Regions from separate parts of the Sus scrofa genome. Here regions 1, 2 and 4 are each linked to region 3. A link is a contact called in public Hi-C and targeted proximity ligation data. All regions are on one chromosome and are shown on one strand. The core of a region is the stretch at or near the end of the contact, and the rest is flanking DNA. Distances in the headings are between cores, read along the strand shown. Region 1 holds the start of RRM2 (ribonucleoside-diphosphate reductase subunit M2). Region 2 has its middle 25 kb from the start of RRM2. Region 3 has its middle 11 kb from the start of HPCAL1. Region 4 has its middle 110 kb from the start of RRM2.

The links. A called contact is a pair of places that touch in the nucleus more often than the background predicts.
Region 1: a contact with region 3 is called in a targeted proximity ligation map of alveolar macrophages. A contact is called at or near these places in 2 of 5 promoter capture datasets (fetal liver and fetal skeletal muscle), 3 of 47 Hi-C or Micro-C datasets (liver, retroperitoneal adipose tissue and undifferentiated spermatogonia) and 2 of 2 datasets of targeted methods (alveolar macrophages and skeletal muscle).
Region 2: a Hi-C map of liver shows a contact between it and region 3, with 4 times the contacts expected there. A contact is called at or near these places in 1 of 5 promoter capture datasets (liver), 9 of 47 Hi-C or Micro-C datasets (embryonic fibroblasts, fetal liver, fetal skeletal muscle and 4 more) and 2 of 2 datasets of targeted methods (alveolar macrophages and skeletal muscle).
Region 4: a targeted proximity ligation map of alveolar macrophages shows a contact between it and region 3. A contact is called at or near these places in 6 of 47 Hi-C or Micro-C datasets (heart right ventricle, mesenteric adipose tissue, retroperitoneal adipose tissue and 2 more) and 2 of 2 datasets of targeted methods (alveolar macrophages and skeletal muscle).

The regions. Positions count from the first base shown.
Region 1 is chr3:126,364,760-126,368,464 of Sscrofa11.1, forward strand. RRM2 (ribonucleoside-diphosphate reductase subunit M2) reads right to left here and starts at 2,386. Exons shown (of 11, transcript XM_021087850.1): 1 at 2,183-2,386; 2 at 256-394; 3 at 89-163. The coding sequence starts at 354.
Region 2 is chr3:126,340,524-126,344,629 of Sscrofa11.1, forward strand. No RefSeq gene overlaps it. Among named protein-coding and RNA genes, the nearest start is that of RRM2, 25 kb to the right of the region's middle.
Region 3 is chr3:126,120,491-126,124,604 of Sscrofa11.1, forward strand. It overlaps a transcript of HPCAL1 not described here. Among named protein-coding and RNA genes, the nearest start is that of HPCAL1, 11 kb to the left of the region's middle.
Region 4 is chr3:126,252,288-126,256,117 of Sscrofa11.1, forward strand. No RefSeq gene overlaps it. Among named protein-coding and RNA genes, the nearest start is that of RRM2, 110 kb to the right of the region's middle.

The DNA of each region.
Region 1 (3,705 bases), core at 1,136-3,635, 250 kb after region 3:
ATGAGGCTTTGGCGCCAAGCGCAGGCTCCTCCCGGCTCCGCCTTCCTGCAGCGCCCCCTCTCCGGGCGCCCCCCGTTCGCCTACGCACCGGCTCGGCGGGCTCCTGGAAGATCCTCCTGGCGGTCTTGCTGGCCAGCACGCGGGTCCCGCTGAGGGTCGGGGGCTGCAGGGAGACGCGTGGTGAGGGGCCCGCCCGCGTCCCACAGGACCCCACCGCCCCGTCCCGACCCCCGGCCCCCGCGCCCGCGCGCTCACAGTGTTCTCCTTGTCCGCCAGGCTGAGCCCTTTCAGGGGCGAGAGCTGGAGCTGCTGCGGGTCGGCGATGGTGGCGAGAGGGACGCGGACGGAGAGCATGGCGACGCGCGGAGGGGCAGGTGAGGCGAAGGCGCAGGTCCTGGGATGCGAGCCCCAGCCCGGCCCGCAGGGGAATTTAAAGCATCCTGAGCGCTCATTGGGCGGAGCCGCCGCTGGCCACGCCCCTCGCGATTCAAGCGCCGCGCGGGATCTCAGGCCGCCCCTGCCCGCCGGGGACCCTCGGGACCGACCCCTCCCAGGCCTCCGGGGGCCGCCGGGTGGGCAGGGGGAGCCACTGCCCGGCTCCCCGAGGGCCCCACTGGACAAAGGCTGCAGCCCCTGCGCGTCTCGGTGGCCTGGCGCGCGCGGGCACTCGCTGGGGCCGGACGGTTTGGGATTGAATGAAACAACGCGATTGGAGCCCGCCAGGCGCCGGAGAGCGGGAGCTGACACCCCACCCCACAGAGCCCCACCTCTCCGAAAACGTCTCTCGGACCGGTTTCGCGGTTCTGGGCGAGAGGTTTTGCAAATGAGGTTGGTGCAAAGGCCAGTAAAACGGCCCCGGCAGCGAGGGAAGCGCCATGGCTGCGACGATTTACATACGTGTACTTGGGGGAGGGGTACAAGGTCCCTGAGGTGTGGGGTGCTCAGCGGGGACCGTGGCGCCTAGCATTTAGGGCCGCTGGCTTCAGAGTCCCGGGGTGCAGTTGCTGTGTCACTAGGACAGGTCACCCGACTTAAAGAATTGGTGCGCTGGTAGCTCTACCTAACCTGTGGGATTCCTAAGAAAATGAGAGGATTAAGTGAGACCATTCATGTAAAATGGGAAGCTCTTTGGAAACCTTCACATTAACAGGAAGGGCCTTTGGTGCAGTTTCCCGCTGAAATCGTGTCTGCTTTCAGACCACTGTCCTCTGTGTCAATATTGTTTTAAAAATGGCAAACTAAGCAAAACCTCCTGGGAAAGAGTCCAGTGTGTGCTTGAAGAACTAGAAATTCATGTACTGCTTATTGGGCATCCAAGATCCTGGAGAGGGGGTTGAAAACCTCCATGGGGGAGGGGGGGATTCGAACTAAGTAAAAGTGTCCATTTTACTTTGTACATGATCTTTCAGATTTGCCATAGATTTTGCCCTGAATGTGGCAAAATTCAAGAAATGATTGCAGAGGAAGCAGTGTTAAGGAGTTCCCATCGTGGCTCCCTGGTAACGAACCCGACTAGTATCCATAAGGACACGGGTTCGATCCCTGGCCTCGCTCAGTAGGGTAAGGATCTGGCGCTGCGATGAGCTGTGGTGTAGGTCCCCAGACGTGGCTTGGATCCTGCGTTGCTGTGGCTGTGGTGTCGGCCGGCAGCTGCAGCAGCTCCAATTAGACCCCTGGCCTGGGACCCTCCATATGCCACGGGTACGGCCCTAAAAAGCAAAAAAAAAGAGCTTCGCATCTCTTAGACAAAACAACTAAGACTCTGGTCTATCTGTTTTAAAGCAGCTCACAGACATTGTCGATTTCCCCTTACTTCAGCATGCACTTTCAGAAAATGGATATTTTTATTGATAGAGGTGTGATGGTTTTATCAGCCACCATAAAACGATCGCAATTATCAGTGATTCTCTGTCCTTCTCTAATCCTCAATGTCGGGTAATTAATACCTGAAGTCCTCCTTTGGGTTGCTGTTCCAGGCACCATGTGCTTTTTAGCTCCTGTTATATTCCGTGTGTACAGGAACCATAAAGTATAACTCGGTGAACTAGCCAGAAACCGTGACTTCTTTTTCGGTTGAACTGCCACGAGGCAGGGGGAAAAGTCGCCATCCTCTCCTTCACCTCCTCCCACCTCTGAGTCATTTGGGAGGTCCCATCCCCTCCCCCCCAGGTCGGGTTTTTACCGCTCTCGCTTTACAAAGGAGGAAGCAGGGGCAGAAGGCTACGTGACTCTGCGGGGAGGTCAAGCCGGGAGGAGGCAGCGGGGCCTGGCTTCTGGTAGGCAGGGCCTCCTCTCTCGCCTGGGTCCCGGAGAGGAAAAGGCCGGGCGGGACGTGGCGGCCCATTCCCCGGAAGAGAGAGCGCCCTCCGCTGCTGCCTAGGGCCGGGCGCTGGAATCTGACCAGGAATCTTCCTGGCTTCCCTCTGCGCCTGTTTGACAGCTGCTCCACGATTGGCCAGTAGGACAGAGACTCCGCCCCCAACCTCCGAGAGGAGGCGCTCATTCGAGCCTTCGGGATCCCACGCCAGGCCACCGTAAGCCCCGCCCCCGCTTCCGGTCCTGCGGTCGCGCGGGGAGAAGTTGTACTTTTAGCATCTAGGGCGGGCGGGTTTGGTGGCCTCTTAAGAGGCGCCTCACCCTACCCCAGCACTCATCACCTATATACGGGACACCGCGCTGGTAATGACACTGACGTCGGTAACTCCACAGCCCCTGGGCCCCTGGACCACGTGATTAACACTTAAAATGCAAAGGACAGTGTGAGGTTCTCTTGAGATCAAGGTCTGAGAGGCAAGGAGAATGTCCAAGGTTATACGGTTCCTAAAACTGCCCAGCTAGAACTTTCCTCTCCCAATTTTTGTTAATAATGTTTTCGGAGTTCCCCTTGTGACTCAGCAGTAACGACTAGTATCCATGAGGATGTGGGTTCCATCCCTGACCTTGCTCAATGCGTTAAGGATCCAGCGTTGCCGTGTAGATCACAGACACCGCTGGGGTCTGGCATTGCTGTGTCTGTGGGGCAGGCCAGCAGCTGGAGATCTGATTTGACCCCTAGCCGGGGAAACTCCATATGCTACAGGTGCAACCCTAAAAAGCAAAAGCAAAAAAATAAATAAATAAAGTTTTCAACAAACAGAAAAACAAAAGAATCCTACAGTCTTCACCCACCACCTGGGATTCAGTGGTTGTTTCCATTTTGCCTTATTGCTTTCTCTTTCTGGACGTGGGAGGCTTTAGTTTTTTCTGGATCATTTGAAAGTGGGTTGTAGAAAGGACACTTCATCCCCAGATATTTCAGCATGTTGCGGCATATAACTCTTAAAAATAAAAACATCCACTAACGTAACCACAACATCATATTCAGACCTAAGAAAACCAGCATTAATTCTCTAACATCACCTAATAGCTTCTAGTCCATAAGCAAATTTTCCCCAGTCGTTTCAAATGTGTCTTTTAATTCATTCACTTTTTATTCAGGATCCTGTTTAGCACATGCATTACATTTGTCCACTGTATCTTTTTAGTCTCTTTAAAATCATATCAAATGAGCTTTATTTTTTGTTCTTTGATTTTTTTTTTTTTTTTAATCTGCAGAGTGGTGGACGTGACAACAAAGTCAGTTACATGCAGTGGCATCAAGACAGTGGTTGTTTGTATAGTTGTTCTTAGGCCCCCCCCCCCGTCTGTCGCTTTTTTGTTTTTGTT
Region 2 (4,106 bases), core at 233-2,732, 220 kb after region 3:
TGTGACTTCTTGCTTGCTATGTTGCTGGTGGCTGACACTGGCTAGCTGTCCTCCAAGAACCTCCTAAGGCAGCCTTTATTCCTCGGCTGACCCAGCTCAGAGACCTCACTGCTGTGCCAGAAGCAGAGCACAGATCAGCTTGCAGGGAAGACTCACATTAGCCAGGCTCAAGTGGCTGATGTATAAACCTGAAGCCACATCTTTTATTGACAATGAACAACTGAGGTGTGACAAGGACTGGGCTACTTTCTCCTAGAGACGCAGTCTTCCCAGTCCTCTCTCTGGACAGGGTCACAGGGCCAGGTGATCCCAGGGGACCTCGCCGGGCCCCTGTGCAGCTCTCGTCTCTTGCTCCCTGCAATGGTGGAGGCTTCCTAGTCCTCCAAGCTGAAGCTCAGGCCCCACCTCCTATCCCTGGGGCCAAGATCACTGCCCTTTCACTTCTCTTCCATTGCAGCCCCTCCCCCTGGGGCTGTGGGCTCGGAAGTCTGCTCCAGAATCCAGAGTGCTCCCTCCCCTCCCACTTAGGGAAGGCTCTGGAACTGGTTACTGAATGAAGGGAGGGGCGGGCCTCTCTACCTCCCTTCTCTCCTCCTGCAGGTGAGCACTTCCAGGCGGCAAATAGACCGGGGGGGCGGGGTGTCCTCAGCCCTGCAGGGATGATTCGAATGCCCCTCATTCCAGAGGAAACTCGGCTGGACCGTGCCCCTCCCACCATCAAGGACCACCCAGTGTGCCCCTTTCTTTGCCCAGAGCCTTCACCCAGCTTCCCGTAGGTCTCACAGGCCTGGCAGCTGTCCCCCCTCTAAGCGGACTGCACATGTCTCTGCTACAAAATAGACTGACTTGAAATTGAGCTTCGAGAGCCGCTGTATTTCCAAGGTCTAGGCGCTGGGGTGGCTCCCGGGATCTCCCTACAGACCCAGGCGATCCCCGGCCCTTTGGGATGGATTCTTTGGATGCAGATGATCTGGTTTAGGAGACGACCTGTGTGACTTTGCACAAGTTGCACAGCCTCTCTGGGCCACAGCCCCCTTCTCCTTAAAGCAGAACCAGTGAGAATTGACGGCATAATGACACCTCCCAGGGGGCACGGGGGGGTCCCTTGCCCTGGCTCAGCATCACTCCCCCAGCTGGGGGACTGACTCTGAGAATTCTGCAGGGTCCTGCAGGAGGTCCCACGGGCTGGAGGGACAGTAAAGAGAGCAGGTGTCCCCCAGGGCGGGCCAATGGCTCGCAGCGCCCTGCTCTGGGGCTGCTGCCAGTCAAATGAAAATCAGGGGTGTTGAGGCAGAAAGGAAACACCTCAGCCTGAAATAGAAGAGGGCAGGGGGTCTGAAAAAGTGGAGGAAATCTCTAGAACTGGGCTGCCAGTGTGGCGCAGGAGACCAGGCCTTCTGCCCAGCCCCTCACTCGACGGTAAGGAGTCCCAGGCGTGGCAGGAAGGACAAACGGAGCTCGGGGTAAGAAGGCCCGGGTCCACCCCACCCCTCTGAGCTGACTCACTGGCAGGATGGGGGGGGATCCTTCTGCCTGCAGAATAAAGACACAGGGAGGAGAAAACTCTGCCCCGGAAGCCGGGTTGAAATTTAACACACACAGATGTGCCAAATATTTAGCTTATTGATTTCTCTGTAACTTATCTTATCTTCGCGAGACTCCACCCCATTGGAGAATTTAAACACGCCAACTAAAGATACCCCACTGGCATGAGCCTTGCAGCCTGAACACAGAAGAGGAACTGGCATAGCCCATGTTTCCTTCCAGAAACTGCCTCAGGATTTCCCATCATGGCTCAGTGGTTAAGGAACCCGACTAGTATCCATAAGGACTTGAGTTCGATCCCTGGCCTCGTCATTGGGTTAAGGATCCGGCGTTGCCATGGGCTGTGGTGTAGGTCGCAGACACAGCTTGGATCTGGCCTTGCTGTGGTTATGGTGTAGGCCGGCAGGTGTAGCTCTAATTTGAGCCCTAGCCTGGGCACTTCCATATGCCACAGGTGTGACCCTGAAAAGACAAAAGACAAAGAAAAAAAGAAAAGAAACTACCTCAAAGATAGCCAGGAGCAAAAGCCACGACCCCCACCTACATCCTACACAAAAAAATAACTAAAAAGTAAATCATGGGCCTAAATATAAAAGCTAAAGCTGGAGTTCCCCTGTGGTGCAGTGGGTTAAGGACCTGGCGTTGTCACTATAGCAGCTCTGGTCACTGCTATGGCGAGTTTGATCCCTAGTGTGAGAACTCGCACAGGCCGTAGGTGCAGCCCCCCCAATAAAATCTAAAGCTACTAAGCTTCTAGAAGAAAATATAGGAGAAAATACTCATGATCTTGGGCGTTGGGAAGAATTTCTTAAACAAGACACAAAAAACACAAAAAAGGCAGAAAGAAAGGAAGAAGTTCAACTTCACTCAAATTAAAAACCAAGGAGTTCCCGTTGTGGCTCAGCAGGTTAAGAACCTGACTAGTATCTGAGGATGCAGTTCGATCCCTGGCCTCACTCAGTGGGTTAAGGATCTGGCGTTGCCGTGAGCAGTGGTGTAGGTTGCAGACGCGGCTCAGATCCTGCATGGCTGAGGCTGTGGCATGGCAGCTGCAGCTTTGATTCAACCCCTGTGTCTGCAACTTCCACATGCTGTGGTGCGGCCCTAAAAATAAAACAATTAAAATTAAAAAAAAAAAACACTTTGATTTTCAAGACACTGAAGAAAATGAAAAGGGAAGGCAGAGACTGGAGAAAATAGTCACGAATCATATTTCCAGAAAAGACTGATGTCTAGAACATATAAAGGACACTTACAACTTAATAAGATGGAGTTTGAAAAGACAATTAGCAAAGACGCACAAGGTCATGGGTCATTAGAGAAATGTATAGTAAGACTCTAAGGGGGGAGTTCCCATCGTGGCTCAGCGGTAAAGAACCTGAATAGGATCCATGAGGACTTGGGTTCGATCCCTGGCCTTGCTCAGTGGGTTAAGGATCTGGCATTGCCGTGAGCTGCAGTGTAGGTCACAGATGCGGCTCAGATCTGGCGTTGCTGTGGCTGTGGTGTAGACTAGTAGCTGCAGCTCTGGTTGGACCCCTAGCCTGGGAACACCCAGATGCCGTGGGTGCGGCCCTAAAAAAAAGGGAAAGAAAACTATGGGGGATGCATGTGACCCCCACTTAGGAGGCTAAAATCCGGAAGACTGGCCATTCGAGGATGTGAGCAACCAAGAGCTCTCACATGGCTTTCACGTGCTCGCGGGCAGGTAAAAGGGACAGTGCCTTTGGGGAAGAGTTTGGCAGTTTCTTCAAAGTTACCCGCATACCTACCACAGCACCAGCCAGTCTGCATGTGGGTTGTCTGCCCGAGAGGAATGAAAGCTTACATCCAGGAGTTCCTGTTGTGGCTCAGTGGGTTAAGAACCTGACATAGTGTCCTCAAGGATGAGGGTTCGATTCCTGGCCTCGCCTGGTGGGTTAAGGATCCAGCGTTGCTGTGAGCTGTGGTGTAGGTTGCAGAAGCGGCTTGGACCCCGCATGGCTGTGGCCGTGGTGCAGGCCGGCAGCGGTAGCTCCAATTCAGCCCTTAGCCTGGGAACCTCCATATGCCACAGGTGCGGCTCTAAAAAGCAAAAGAGAAAACGACAACAGTAACAATCACACCCACCGCCTTAGCTGCCCTCCCTGAGCCTCCCCGTTCTCAGTAGAACTGCCTCTCCCGATGATGAGTGGGCATCAGCAATGACACCCGGAACTATTAGCTCAGCAAAGGCACCTACAAGTGTGTGACAAGGGGGCTGTCGTCACCCTCTCCCTGGGGCCGCCTCTGATTCCCGCAAGCAGAATGGTCTCCAGGACCACCTGCCACATCTTGATTCCCATGTGAGCCGGAGCGTGGAGAAGCTGGCTGTGTAGACAGGGCTGCCTTGCATCCAGAGTTCCAGCCTCCGGGAGACTATTCTCGTTCCAATTCAGAATGCCTGGCTCCGGGCGCAATGGGCTTTTTGTCCCAAGGATGTAATTTCTATTTTGATTCCACTCGACACTTAATGAAATGACTTTCAGACACCACGCCGTGGGTCTGAGTTATGAAACCACATCTTCTGGATCCTCGAGGCA
Region 3 (4,114 bases), core at 326-2,825:
AGCCCTGGGTCTTTGTCCTGATGACCCACGGACAGACGCGCCTCCTGGAACTGAACCTCGGTCTTAAAGAGAAAAGATGCTGACTGCATTTGTGTCTTTCTTTCCTCCAAGAAAGCAGGTTGCACGCAAGCCACCTGCAGTCTTGGCTTCTAGTGCAGCTGCTCTAAGGAGGGGCGGGTTCTGTCCCAGGAAGTCTGTGACAGCTGCCAGGAGCCGATGCAGAGGGTAGCTTGACCTGGGGCGGCTCAGGCTGCAGTGCGGGTGGCTGGCCGCTAGAGGGCGGCGTCGGGCAGGCTCACCGAAGACCTGAGCTGGAGACCCCGCCTCCCAGCTTCCAGACCCCGCCCCTGCCACGCCCCCTCCGCCCTGCAGGTGCCTTGGTTTTCCCATCTATAAGCTAGATTTGTCCAGTACAGTAACCAGCCACATGTGGCTGTTGAGATGTGGCCGACCTGAATTTGTCTATGTGCTCTAGGAGTAAAATTCACGTCGGATTTTTTTTTTTTTTTTTTTTTTTTTTGGCCTCACCCACGTCACATGAAAGTTCCGGGGCCAGGGACTGAATCTGAGCCTCAGCTGTGACCTATGCCATAGCTGCAGCAATGCAGGATCCTTAACCTGCCGCACCACAGTAGGAACTCCCCACATTGGATTTTGATGACTCAATATGAAAAAATTAATATAAAATATTTCATTAAGAAATTTTCTGCCCTGATTACATGTGAAATGAAAAATGATACAACTTGAGATATAGTGGGTTAAATTAATCATATTGGTAACATTAATCTCACCTGTTTCTTTTTACCTTTTTTTTTTTTCTTTTTTCCCTTTCAGGGCTGCATTTGCAGCATGTGGAAGTTCCTAGGCTAGGGGTCGAATCAGAGCTGGAGCTGCCGGCCTATACCACAGCCACAGCCACAGCAGATCCAAGATGCATCTGCAACCTACACCACAGCTCATGGCAATGCCGGATCCTTAACCCACTGAGTGAGGCTAGGGATCAAACCCACATCCTCATGGATACTAGTCGGGTTTGTAACCTGCTGAGACACAACAGGAACTCTTCTTTTTACTTTTTTAATGTAGCTACTGGAAGAGTTAAAAGTACTGATTAAGTGGCTCGAGTTGTATTTCTAGGGGCTGCCCAGCACTGGATGGATCCTTGAGGCATGGATTTGGGGCCACCAAACAGGGACTCTTCAAGTTCGTCAGTTCCCTGGTCACAGGCTTACTGCTAACGGTGACCCAGCTGGGAGAGGTGGCCTGTGTTTATTTCACTCCTTGGTGCCCTTAAGCAGCCAGCTGCAGCGAAGACCCAGGTCTGGTCCTCGTTAAGGTGTAAGGCCAAGGGCAGGGGCTGCAGAAAGGAGTCACCTCCTCCTCTTTTGCAGGAGAACAAAAAACCCCAAGTGAGAGCTGGGGAAAGCGGCGTTAGTAACACCTCTAGAGCCTACAGTTACAGGGTGTGCCTAGATCCAAATTCAGCCCAGAAGCCTCCGAGAGCCTGTTTCCAGAGGCTTCCTGAAAATCTGTTGCATCACAGCTTCACCAGCTGGATGGGCTCCAGGCCAAGGACTTGAGTTGAGAAATCCAGCTGAAAGCCCTCCTGACTTCTGGACCCGCCCCAGCGGCTTAAAATCCCATGCCTCCCTAAAGCTTTAAAAATATATAAAAGAGGAGTTCCTGTTGTGGTGCAGCAGAAATGAATCCGACTCGCAGCCGTGAGGACGTAGGTTCGATCCCTGACCTCCATCAGTGGGTTAAGGATCCAGCACTGCCGTGAGTCACGATGTAGGTTGCAGACGCAGCTCAGATCCCGCGTTGCTGTGGCTGTGGCGTAGGCCGGCAGCTATAGCTCCGATCCAACCCCTCGCCTGGGAACCTCCATGTGCCATGGGTTCGGCCCTAGAAGGCAAAAAATATATCTATGTGTGTACATATAAAAGAAAGGATGTTAGGAGGGAGGGAGGAGGGAAAAAGAGGAAGAAGGAAGGAAAGAGGCAGCGACCAAACCAGGCAGAGGGGTCCCCTCCCTCCTTCCTCTCCTAAAGCTGACCCGCCCTGAAGGAGGCCGAGGGAGGGGAAGAGGTGAGAAAAGAACAGGAAGACCCCCAAGAGGATCTTCTTTCCTTTGCAGAAACCACGACTGCAACAGGAAGAGGAACTGTGGCTAGCTCTCCCGGCACCCCTGGGGCCTCTGAAATCACCAGTTCATTGGTGTGGCTGCGCGCCTCAGCCGCCCAGCAAACTCCTACACATCCACCAAAGCCCAACTCGAGCGTCATCTGCTCAGGGATACATTTCCCAACCCCCTGCAACTGCTCTTCCCTTTGCATTCCAAGAGGCTTTTTTTTTTTTTTTTTTTTTTAAGGGCCGCATCCAAGGCATAGAGAGGTTCCCAGGCCAGGGGTCTAATCAGAGCTATACTAGTCAGGTTCATATCACTGAGCCACAGCAGGAACTCCCCAGGAGCAATTTTTAGCCTGTTTCTTTTATGACCTCAGCTTCAAGCACATCATTTCCTATGTGTTTTCCTCCCTAGACTGTGAGCTCCTGCAGGAGAGAGAATACCTCCCTCAGGCCAGGGGGAGAACCGACTGACATGTTGGAGCCCCAAGGCCCTTGCACTGCAGTTCCCTCCACCTGGTCTGCCCTTCCCTCCCCTCGGTATCAGCAAAGCCCACTCCCTCGATGTTCATGTCTTTGCCCAAGTCTTGGGGGCACCTCCTCCTCCCAGCCCATCTCAAACAGCATCTGCCTTACTCTGCCCCCTGGTGGTAGTTCCTACTCCTTGGCATTACATTGCCATATGGCTCACCACGTCCCCCCCAGGGCCCGGAACAGCGCCTGGCACACAACTAGCGCTCGGTAAAAATATGTGAAATAGAGGTTGTGTGTCCAAGGGCGTGGCTCAGTGCCTGAGAGAACGAACAGAAGAATACGTGAATGGGTTTCTTCTAGAAACTTTTTGCTCTAATATTTTGTGACTCTTCCAGTATCAGAGATACGAGAAAGAACAGCAGAGCTGAAGATGGCAAGATGCTCTCTTGCTCAAGTTTGAAGCTCCAAGGAGGGACATCCCTTAATTCAGACTTTATTCTAGAAAGTTCCATTTACCCTAATAGGAAGAGCTGCAGCAGAGTAGCGGGCCTTGGCGGGGGGGGGGGTTGTCAAACTGGGGGGGGGGTCCATTCACCAAGATGGTGCCATCTCCCCTCTCGCCCGGGGAACACACCCCCAGCTATGTGATCCCCAGCTAGGATCTCTCACTTGAGGGGTACAGCTCATCCTAGATCCACCGTCACTGCTGCTTGAATCTTCAGGGGTGAGCGCGTTGAGCTGCTTCCCCCGGGGAGGAAGACAGGTTAGTGGATGGGACATAAACGAGCCTCTGGGGAAAGAACAAGACAGGGAACAAGACAGGGCGAGGACGAGGAACGCCCTCGAGGACAAGGCTCTCGACAGACAGAATCTGCTGATGCAACCGGAAGAGCGCTCGAGGCAGGACTGAAAACAAGACCACGTGACTTTTCCGGACGCTGAAATCGCCACGTATGTCCAGGCACGGGGGAGCCCCATGTTTCTACAGAGGGTGCTGGACGCCAGGCGAGCAAGGCTGGCAGCGCCTGGAAAGGGGCAGGCCTGAGTGACCCAGTGGGCATCCAGGTGTGGAGTCCTGGCCACAGAGCCGGGGGCGTCTCCTGCCCGCCTTGGAGCGTTAGTGCAAATCTGAGGCTTGCACACCCCCAAGGTTGGAGTGGAGAGGGAACCTTTGTTCCCTCTGGCCCATAAACGTTTCCAAGGCCCGCTCTGTGCTGGGCATGGAAACACCTGGATGGAAAGACCAGAGACCCTTCCTGGGTGCCCAGGAGCCCCCAGGTGACCCAGGCTATGGGCAACGTGTGTAACAAGGCTTCCTGACGGGGGACCCGCAGTGCTGGAGTGGAGCCGCCCATCCCCCTGGGGCGACAGCTGGGAGGACTGACAGAGCAGGTCTGTGCCAGGCTTCCAGGCTCCAGGAGTCCTCTAGGTGGGCGACAATGGGAACACTGTGTGCCAGGGCGGGGTGGGGGCGCCTGGAGAGAACCCACCCAGCGCCGCAGAGTCTGGGCGT
Region 4 (3,830 bases), core at 1,199-3,698, 130 kb after region 3:
TAAATTTCTGCTTTATAGGCACTCCCATCGTGGCTCAGTGTTTACCGAATCTGACTAGAAACAATGAGGTTGCGGGTTCGATCCCTGGCCTCGCTCGGTGGGTTAAGGATCAGGCATTGCCGTGAGCTGGGGTGTGGGTTGTAGACGTGGCTCAGATCCCACGTGTCTGTGGCTGTGGTGTAGCCCGGCGGCTACAGCTCCAATTAGACCCCAAGACTGGGAACCTCCATATGCTGCAGGTGTGGCCCCAGAAAAGACAAAAAATACATAAATAAATTTCTGCTTTACAGAAAAGTGATTCAGTTATACATACATATATATATATATATTCTTTTCCATTAATTTTTTCAATTCTTATTTTTTATTGAAGTCTAGTTGATTTCGGGTGTTGTGTTAGTTTCAGGTGTAGAGCAAAGTGATTCAGTTATGCACATGCGCATATCTGCTCTTTTTCAGATTCTTTTCCCATATAGGTTATTACAGAATATTGAGTAGAGGAGTTCCCGTTGCAGCTCAGTGGTTAATGAATCTAACTTGGAACCATAAGGTTGCGGGTTCGATCCCTGGCCTTGCTCAAGTGGGTTAAGGATCCGGCATTGCCCTGAGCTATGGTGTAGGTTGCAGATGTGGCTCGGATCCCGCATTGCTGTGCCTCTGGTGTAGGCTGGTGGCTATGACTGCAATTGAACCCCTAGCCTGGAAATCTCCATATGCCTCAGGTACAGCCCTAAAAAAAGACAAAAAGACCAAAAAAAGGGATATTGAGTAGAGTTGCCTGCGCTGCAGAGCAGGTGCCTGTTGACTATCTGTTTTGTCTACAGGGTTGTGTTTGCGGTAGTCATTTCCATTACGGTTTATCACCGGATAGTGAGTAGAGTTCCCTGTGCTATGCAGCAGGTGCTGGTTGGTTATGGCAATGACTTGGTTTAACTCACCATCGTGTCCCCAGAGCATAGCCTGGGGCTGCCACAGAGCTCGTGCTCAATCGGTGTTTGTAAATTTTCCACAAGAAGTGTCCAGAGAGAAAGAATGGTCCAGCATTATCCAATTTAACCGGAAAAGTCTCAGGATCCTATGATGGATGGTGGAAGAGCATTTTTCTAGAAAAATCCAGGCCTCAATAGGTCTCTTGATTCTCATCCCAGTCCAATTTGCTTTCCACTAGGCTGTAGTTTTTGATCAATAAGCCCCTAACCTGCATGCTCAGCGCAGTGCCGTTCACTGAGGCTTGACTACAATATCGATCAAAATGCCCACAGGCGACCGGGGTGGTGGTGGGGGGACATGGCAAAAGAAAGGAGGAGTGGGGGAGGGGCAACGCCAGGCAGGGTGCGGTTCACCCATGGGGAAAGCATTGCGTGGGGCTGTGCCGCAACGGAGGTTTGTTTAAGAGGCGATAACTTGTTCCGCTGTAATTGCAGCTCTCTCCACGGATGGAAGCTCTTTGTGTTCCGAGAGACATCTAATAGAGCAGTAACAGTTTTAATAACACCCCTCCCGAGACTGTGGGCCCCACCCCTGGGTGCCAGACAGTCAAGGCGCTCCCTGAAAAATGAGCACCAAGCATCCTTCTAGAGTGAGCCTGTGCCCTGAGGCTCAGAAGGTTCTCTTCCATTTTCCAGTGGTGGCCCCAAACTGGGTGAACCGAGGCAGGGCTGATTCTCAGAGGTCCTGGCCCCTCTTCTGACCCCAGGTGCCTCTTTAATGACAGCCTCAGGCAAGAAGCCCTCTGGACTCAGGAATGAGCTGGTCCAGATGCTGGCTCTCTCGTTGCCCACGCTGTCACCGCGGGCAGGTGGAAAGATGGCTGAGACTCTGTTTCCTCTAGAAAACGGAGCTCGTGGTGACTCCTTCACGGGTGCTGCTGGGAGGGTCTCGGGAGACAGCCCTGCAAGGGCTTCCCCTCCCCGCACACCCAGACACAATGGGCCCAGCAAGGGCCTCACGTGCTCTGAGACTTCAGCGCGCAGGCACCTGAGCCCGGGAGAGGCCATTCTTAGGGCACCTGTTTGTCTGCTGGATTCTTTCTTCACCAGCTGCTTCTCCCAAGCCTCAAAGTAGGAACCCAGGAAGCGAAGTTGACCCAAAAGGAGATTGAGACAGAGGTCCCAGCAGAAGCAGTGATTGGCTCCATCCCGGGCCCCCCAAGGTCCAGCCCTGCCTCCACGCCCAGACTAAAGATGGTTGAGCTCTTGTCCATCAAGGAGTTTCCAGGGTCCCAGGCAAATCCGTCCCCTCACTCGCCCAGTGTGAACTCTGATCACAGTGGGTGGGTTCTGCAAGCCTCTGGCTGGGAGCGGGTTCACCGCCGAGCTTGGCTGTCTTGCAGGTGCGTGTGACCTTGGAGGACCAGCTGGTTCAAGTCGGACACAGATGTGTTTACTGCGACCCTTTAAGGAACAGGAATTACGGACCAACTTAGCAGCTGAAGTCCTGTTTCCTTCAGAGCTCACACAGTGTGGCAAAGGGCTGGCAAAGTCCAGAAGGATGACTTTCTCTCACCAGCCACATTGAAAAAAGAGGAAATGGGAGTTCCTGTTGCGGCGCAGCGGAAACAAACATGACCGGTATCCATGAGGACGCAGTTTTGATCCCTGGCCTCGCTCAGTGGGTCAAGGATCTGGGAGTGCTGTGAGCTGTGGTGTAGGTCACAGACAAGGCTGGGATCCCACGATGCCATGGCTGTGGTGTAGACTGACAACCGCAACTCCGATTCCACCCCTCGCCTGGAAACGTCCATGGGCTGCCGCGGGTGTGGCCCTAAAAAGCCAAATGAGTAAATAAATAGATAAGAGAATGTGGGTCGCTGACAGAGGGGCTGGTGGTGGCGGCCAGGGCGACTTTCTTCCCGTTCACCTTTCCGTCCTGGGGAAACTCCACTCGGAGGGAGATCTCAGCCTTGTCCAGAGTGACCAGCGGTCCCAGTTTGCCTGGGACTGTCCCGGGCAAACCAGGATGGCTGGCTGATGGGTCAGCGCAAAACACACATGGAGTAGACATTCTGTGAATCCTTACGGCTCGAATAAACACCATTTAGTTAACTTTAATACCGTCTGATTTAACAGACTCCGATACGATGAGGCCTGTTTCTCGTTGAGCTGCAGTTTGCAAACCTCCTTTGTGTTACGTCTTCACCTGATCCTCCTGCTCTTGGAAGGCGGCTGGGGAGGTGGGGTGCCGGTTCTGCTCCTAAGTCAATGTCCCAGCTCCGAGAAGCCAAGGGCTGCCAAGGGACCCAGGAGGGTCTGCTCTTGGTTTTGTGGGTCTCAGCCTGGCACAGTCCATCTGCCATCAAATGCTGCACATGATCATACAAGTAAAACTCTACGAAGAGGAGTTCCCGCTGCGGCGTAGCAGGTTAATGGTCTGGCTTATCTCTGGGGTGGCAACGGTTCGATCCCCAGGCTGGCACAGTGGTTTAAGGAGCCCGTGTTGCTGCAGCTGTGGCGGAGGTTGCAGCTCCGGCTCCATCCCTGGCCACATGCTGGGCGTGAGGGCAGCTGCAAAAGGGAAATAAGCAAGCAAACAAAACTCTAGAAAGAACACGGTACTGCTTGGGGTCTTTGCTCCACGATGGAAATCTGCCCAAGGGGAGACAGATCCACGTGACACCAAGAAAAGGGATAGGCTGGATGCTGAAAGGCACCCACTGGCAGGTGGCTGTCATCATGGGGGGACCGGAGAGTCTAAGCGAATGTGGCAGCTGGGGCTGGGGAGCCATGCTGACACCACCATGTGTGCAGCTCATCAGGAGTTCACCAGCGTGGTTAATCCCCTGGGGTTCTTACCATCGTTCCCAGCCACAGGCTGTCCCCAACACTCTCTCCCGC